Linked DNA regions of Arachis hypogaea: region 1 is linked to region 2. Evidence: chromatin contacts called from public Hi-C data. All regions are on one chromosome and are shown on one strand. Each heading gives the region's core, a stretch centred on a gene start, on an enhancer-like site or on the middle of the called end of the contact. The rest is flanking DNA. Distances are from core to core; before and after follow the strand shown.

Region 1 (3,194 bases), core at 85-2,584, 180 kb after region 2:
TACGGCGAAGCTTTGCGGTGAGGTTAGGCTCTCTTCTCTAACACGTCTTTCTTTGGTTTTTCTGAATCCCTTATTTGAGTTATTTCTTTAGTTTAGATACAAGATTATTTTACTAAAAATAATACTAGCCATAATTTTATGGCCACTAAAAATACTTTATTAAAAAGGTAATGATAGTAATAATAATTATTATTATTACAATATAATTTTAATAAGAATAATACTGGCCATAATTTTATAGCCACTAAAATTTTTTCACTAAAAAATATTTTAATGATAATAATATTAGTCATAATTCTATGGCAAATATATTAGTGGCAATAAAGATAATTACCGCAATAAGATATAGTAACAACGGCAAATATATAATTGTCACAAAAACATAATTAAAATTAAGAAATTAATGGCTATTATGTTATTGCCACTAAAAATTTGTCGCTAAAACATATTTTTTTTGTAGTGTAAATAACCAATAATGAGGGAAGAGACATTAAAATCTAAAAACGAGTTTGAAAGAAATATATTACTCAATAGCAATGTTTCTGCAAGGATATACCAGAAAATCAACTTACCTGCCAGGAGTATACTCATAGGTACTCCGAAGTCTTAAGTTTTGTGATTGGCAGCAACAAATGTCTCTATGAGTTATAGATGAAGAATAAGGATTTGAGTGTCATAGATAATTAGAAAAAAAATTATGTTAAAAAAAAGGAAATAAATGAAAAAATAATGTAAGGATATATTTATCTCTTCACAAAAAAGATTTGGTCCTTTTTTTTTAAATATTAAAAAATAAGTCTTTCTAAATAATTTTAAAATTAAAGGTCCTTTTTAATAATTAAATCTTCTTAATGGTCCTTTATAATAATTTTTCCTATTTTTAATTTGTATTTATATTTTAACATGTATTTATATTAATGGATGATTTTAATGACTGATTTTAATATACACGTAACATAATCGTAATTAATATTATAATTCTCTCCTTAAAAGGAAAATAATAATTATAATATAAGACATTAAATTCTTAATATTGAATTATTACTTAGGAATTAAGTTAAGTGATGTTGAATTGTTGTTTTTTTTTTCAATATTTTTAAATTATAACATTTTTTTTAAAATTTAAAACAACTTTCAATCATCCAATTAGATCTTTAGAACTTTAGACACATTTGAGTCCAATATTTTAGTATTAGATATCGTGTTTTTTTTGTAAAAAAAACTACAATAATTAATTGAATTCTTTTTTCTCTAGAAGCTTATTCAAACACACTCATCCAGCAGTCATCCTTTCGTAGCATTATATTTTAATTTAATGACAGTAAATGATGATAAACCAAAATGCCACTATAGACGAAATTTACGCAGGGATCGGGGGAGACCAGAGTAATTGAGGAGAGAGAAATGAAAGAAGAGAAATTATTGCAAATTTGCAATGTATTCATTATTCATGGCGGTATAGATAACAATGTCAACGGAATACTCCTATTAATTCTTGAAGTTATATTTGTATTTTAATTTAATTTTTAAAATTTTAATTTATTTAATTTAGCACTAATACATATTATTTTTTTATTTTATTTTTGTTATAAGATAATTAATGATGTGATAAAAGAGATTAATAATGGTCCAATTAAATCTTTTAACGGTTATCTAAAATGACAATAAAAAATATTTTAATTTTAAATTTCTTAAAAAATATTTAAAATCTTAATTCTAATTTTACTTAAATATATATGTTAAAAGTTTTTTGAGCAAATTAGAATAAAATATTTTAATTATTATATCACATAGTTATTAGAAAATTTAGGCCAATAGAATAATTATCAATCTATCTAAGCACACGATTAACAGGTAATAAAAATAAAATCAAAGACTAACATAAATTACAAATGCTAAATTAAAAGTCTAAATTAAGGTATAAGTATAATTTTAAAGATTAATTTAAATATTAATTCTAAAATTTCACAAGAATTTGATATTATTTGATGAAATATGTTAAATTTATACAAAAAATTAATTATTAAATTAATTATTAATATAAAATATATGTTAAAATATAAAATATATATAAATATATAATAACTAATTTGATAACGGATTCCTTTTATACGTATATATAATATTTTTGTTGTTTGACAATCTATAAATTTTTGTTGTTTGATAGATGCAAGCTCTTCCGATCCATATATGGTCATTTATAAAGCTTGTATAATGAATTATAATACCTAAGGCTATGTTTGATTGGAAGAAAAGAAATAGAGAAGAAGGAAATAGAAAAGAAAGAAAAAAAAAAAGAAATTAAATGAATTTTTATTTTTTTTAGATGTGTTTGGATGAAAAAAAAATAAAAAAAAATATTATAAAAAAATAATTTTATCTCTATATTATAAAATATATTTAAAAAATAAAAAAATAATATTAAAAATAAAAAAAATATTAATTTTTTCTCTATTTTCTTTTTAATGTTAGAGAAAAAAAAATAATAGATCCCATCAATTTTTTTTCATTCATTTTTTTTTTTAATTTTCCTTCTCAATTAAATAATAAAAAATAATCATTTTCTTTCCTCTCTTTTCTTTCCTTTTATTTTCTTCTCAAAACAAAGATTGTTGTGATGGCAAAACACACAACCTTATTTTGTTGGGTGTATTACCCATTAATATAATATTACCTCACTCATCAGCTCTTTGTCCTAGGAGCTTATCCATAATTCACGCTTTATATCTTAAAAAAAATACCAAAATAGTCGGTTGTTTGAAAATTAGTCTTTACTGCTTATTATCCATTCCAACCTACCAACACAATTTCTATTGCAGCTATTCTAGCTATATTATATGTAAGAATTTAATTTTGATCTATTAATAATATAAAATATTTTATACATTTATATAATTATAATTATTTGTTGGATGATTATTTATATAATTAATATAAAAGATAATTATTTTTTATTAATATAATATTATATAATTAAATATATATATATAACAATTTTATACTCATAATATATTAAAATTAAAATTTATATTTAATTTACGTAAACAAAAATATATAACACGACAATTACAAATTGCTAATGGAGATAACCACAATAACGAATATATATATATATATATATATATATATATATATATATATATATATATATATATATATATAAAATGCTAAACATATGATAAGCATTCTATATT
Region 2 (3,147 bases), core at 76-2,575:
CTATTATAGTGTCGACTATGTAGTCTACTTGGACAATATTGAGCTGTCCTGATAGTAAAAACACCCAGTAAAAGGAATGACTATGTTAGTCATCTTATCAAAAGTAGTATAAGCCCTGCCCATGTGTTTAAAATTCAACATAAATATACAGTCATCGTTTCAAGAAGGTTATATAAGATAGAGCGGCACCTGATAACAAATGGTAAAGGAAGATCAAGATTGACAAAACCATTCATGTAATATAGAAACAAAAGCAACAACAGTTCCAATTCATTGTAATTGATTAATTAACATGTTGGTTAACCATATTAAAAGACATGACCAGATAGAAACTAGGCAATCATTGGCTTATCAAAGTAAGATTCAGTTTCTAGTGGTTTAACTACACACACAAACCATGTATCAAGGTTGTTATATTACTCCAAAAGGAAAAAATTAAAGTTCCATGCTATAAACAAAATTGGGTAAATTACCAAAATGATACTTGAAATTTATAGTTTTATGAAAATATCTTCAAAGATACCAACGACAAATAAGGCAAAAGATTTAAAAATGTGACAAAAATAACCAGGCATTATAGACAGTACTTTAGAGATCGGATTGTGACATGGTTTTTTTTGTAAACATAATTAGGAAAATATGATCTTTTCATATAAAATTTGGTTATTTTAGTCCAAGTGAATTATTTTGTGATTTGTTTTTGAATGATCGAGAATTTTATATAAAAGGAAAAATTTTGCTTCGATTTTTGCCTATACCTTTTAAATAGTTATTCAGATGTTCCAAAAATTTTGGATTAAATGCACAAGTCATTTGCAATTGAAGTTCATATCTTTACTAGATGCTTTTGTGGCTACATGAACTTTCAGATATACCATTTAGTAGTTTACCCAACAAAATTTCAACATGATTCATTAGCAGGGAGTTCTAATCCATCAATCAAACAAGTTCTAACTTTTCAAAAACTCAAAATCAAGGATAATTATTACCATAGTGCTTAACAATCACAAGCTGAGAAATCTTCCTGACGGAGGAGCTAGGAAGTCTCTGTAGCAGAGGAACACACCCGAGGAACTCAAACACTGCTAAGATCAAACGAAACGCGCAAATTAGAATATTCTCAGCATCGAAATCGAAGAAGATGAATAGAATTTGGTGAGAGAGTCACATACCTTGTTCTTCCTTGGCCATTGAGCTCAGCCAATGAACCTAAAGGTAGAGAGAAAGAGAGAAAGTTACTTACACACTGCGAAAGTGTGAAGATCAGTGTCTTTGGCAGTGTACGGTCAAAATTGATCACCTTTTCTTACTGTCACTGAAACTTTATTTGACATTTGAAAATTATGTATTAAACACGTGAATTATAATTTCTGCGTTTGTAATATTTTATTTATGGCTGTACACCATCATGCATTAGATAATGGATTTGGAACTAAATTGTTTATGTAATAACTAATAAATAAGGAATAATATTTTATTGAATTTAGTTAACATCTGTCCTAAAAATAATAGTACATAATAAACTTGTCAGTAATAAAAAAATTTAAAAATTTATTCAATAAATACAAAATAAATATATTAAAAATTTAATTTTTTATATTTTTAATAAAAAAAATTTTAATTTGTAAACTTAATATATACCCTAAAGTACAAGATATGTAAATCCTATTTTATTTTGTCCATCACACTCATCATTCTAGAAAAGAAAATTATACAGGTATTGAAAAAAAAATTAATGTATAAGAATTAATTAAAAATGTATCGAAAAATAAATTTATCGTACAAGAATTCAATTACATCGAATTTATTCTTAATATATAAAAGTAGATATATAAGTTTATCCACATTACTTTTAAAACATCTTTTTCTTTTTACTAATGTCATATCAACAGCATCGTTTACTTGGCAAAATATTAGAATCAACCACTCAATTTTTGTCAAAATCGACTATTATTTTCAAGTCAGCAAAAAAAAAATACAAAAATTTGTAATAAAATTTGTAACCTACAAAAACATTCAATCCATATCCATATATTTATTATATCTCACCGTTATAAATAACACAATAAATTTATAACTCCAATAATTAATTTGTTAATTTCTATAAATAACTCATTAAATATAATAAACATTCATATTGTAATAATAATATTAATAATCATAATAAATTTTACGTTACAAATATTCAAATTTCATACTATTTCAACTAATTATATAAGTTTCCAATCACTATTCCCAAGAAAAATCTATTTTCGAACTACACAACATTTCAAACTTACTCAATGGAGTATCATTATTTGGACAATATCACCAAACAAAAAGACAATTGATTTCAACTAAAACAAATACAAAAATCAAATCACCAAATAAAAATATCACTTTATACAACTCCAACATCCAATTTTAAACAAAATAGCTTTTAAATTTAACTTTAATTTACATATATTTAATTTAAATTTACAAAATTTATTATATACTATTATTAATTTACTATTAATTTACCGTCCGCGCATCTCATTCTAGTTAATGTTTATGCTTGCAATGCTAAACGCTAACGACAATTTCATTGTTCTGGTATGTTTAGTGCGTTTGTTTCCAAAGCAAATTAATTTATTATCTAAAATTATTAATAAAAATATATTATTTTATATTTGTTAAAGTTTTAAATAAATTTTTAAGAATAATTTTTAAAATTTTTACAATTTTTATTCGCATCTCCAAATATGCATATTTGATAAAATTTTAGTTCCCATCCCAAATTTTAATTTCATAACTCCAGCGAAATATAAAATGATAACCTAGCATATAAACTTGTATACATCATAAAGTAGCATGTACGAAAATAATAGTTCACTGTAGCTAACACAAGCTCAGTGAGTTTGCACAATGATGTATGCACAAATTTTACATCCCGGTATTAACGGATGTTTCTTTGATAAAATACAAGAAAATGAATAAAGAAAAATAGCTTATTTTAATCTATTTCTACAGCTACTTGGGCATCAACTAGTATCTGTGGTAGCAAATGACTATCTTTACCCTTCTATGCTTATGTAACTGGCTACTCCAACATTTTCACATGGGAAAATAATACACTGTACACATTCCACCGGAGTCTCTTCCTTGCTTACTTGCGGTTATACCTGA

The links. A called contact is a pair of places that touch in the nucleus more often than the background predicts.
Region 1: a contact with region 2 is called in a Hi-C map of an unstated tissue, with 2.7 times the contacts expected there. The contact joins the enhancer-like site here to the promoter of LOC112744087 in region 2. A contact is called at or near these places in 2 of 8 Hi-C or Micro-C datasets (leaf and an unstated tissue).

Annotation. Positions count from the first base shown.
Region 1 is chr14:127,925,372-127,928,565 of arahy.Tifrunner.gnm2.J5K5, forward strand. No RefSeq gene overlaps it. Among protein-coding and RNA genes, the nearest start is that of LOC140178891, 9.3 kb to the left of the region's middle. Within about 2 kb of position 1,335, at least 1 of the 3 cell types and tissues checked has open chromatin away from gene starts, as enhancers often do.
Region 2 is chr14:127,748,949-127,752,095 of arahy.Tifrunner.gnm2.J5K5, forward strand. LOC112744087 (acyl-CoA hydrolase 2) reads right to left here and starts at 1,326. Exons shown (of 17, transcript XM_025793576.3): 1 at 1,173-1,326; 2 at 990-1,082. The coding sequence starts at 1,191. It overlaps LOC112744089 (beta-amylase 7), which reads right to left. Exons shown (of 11, transcript XM_025793580.3): 11 at 2,785-3,147. The coding sequence ends at 3,138.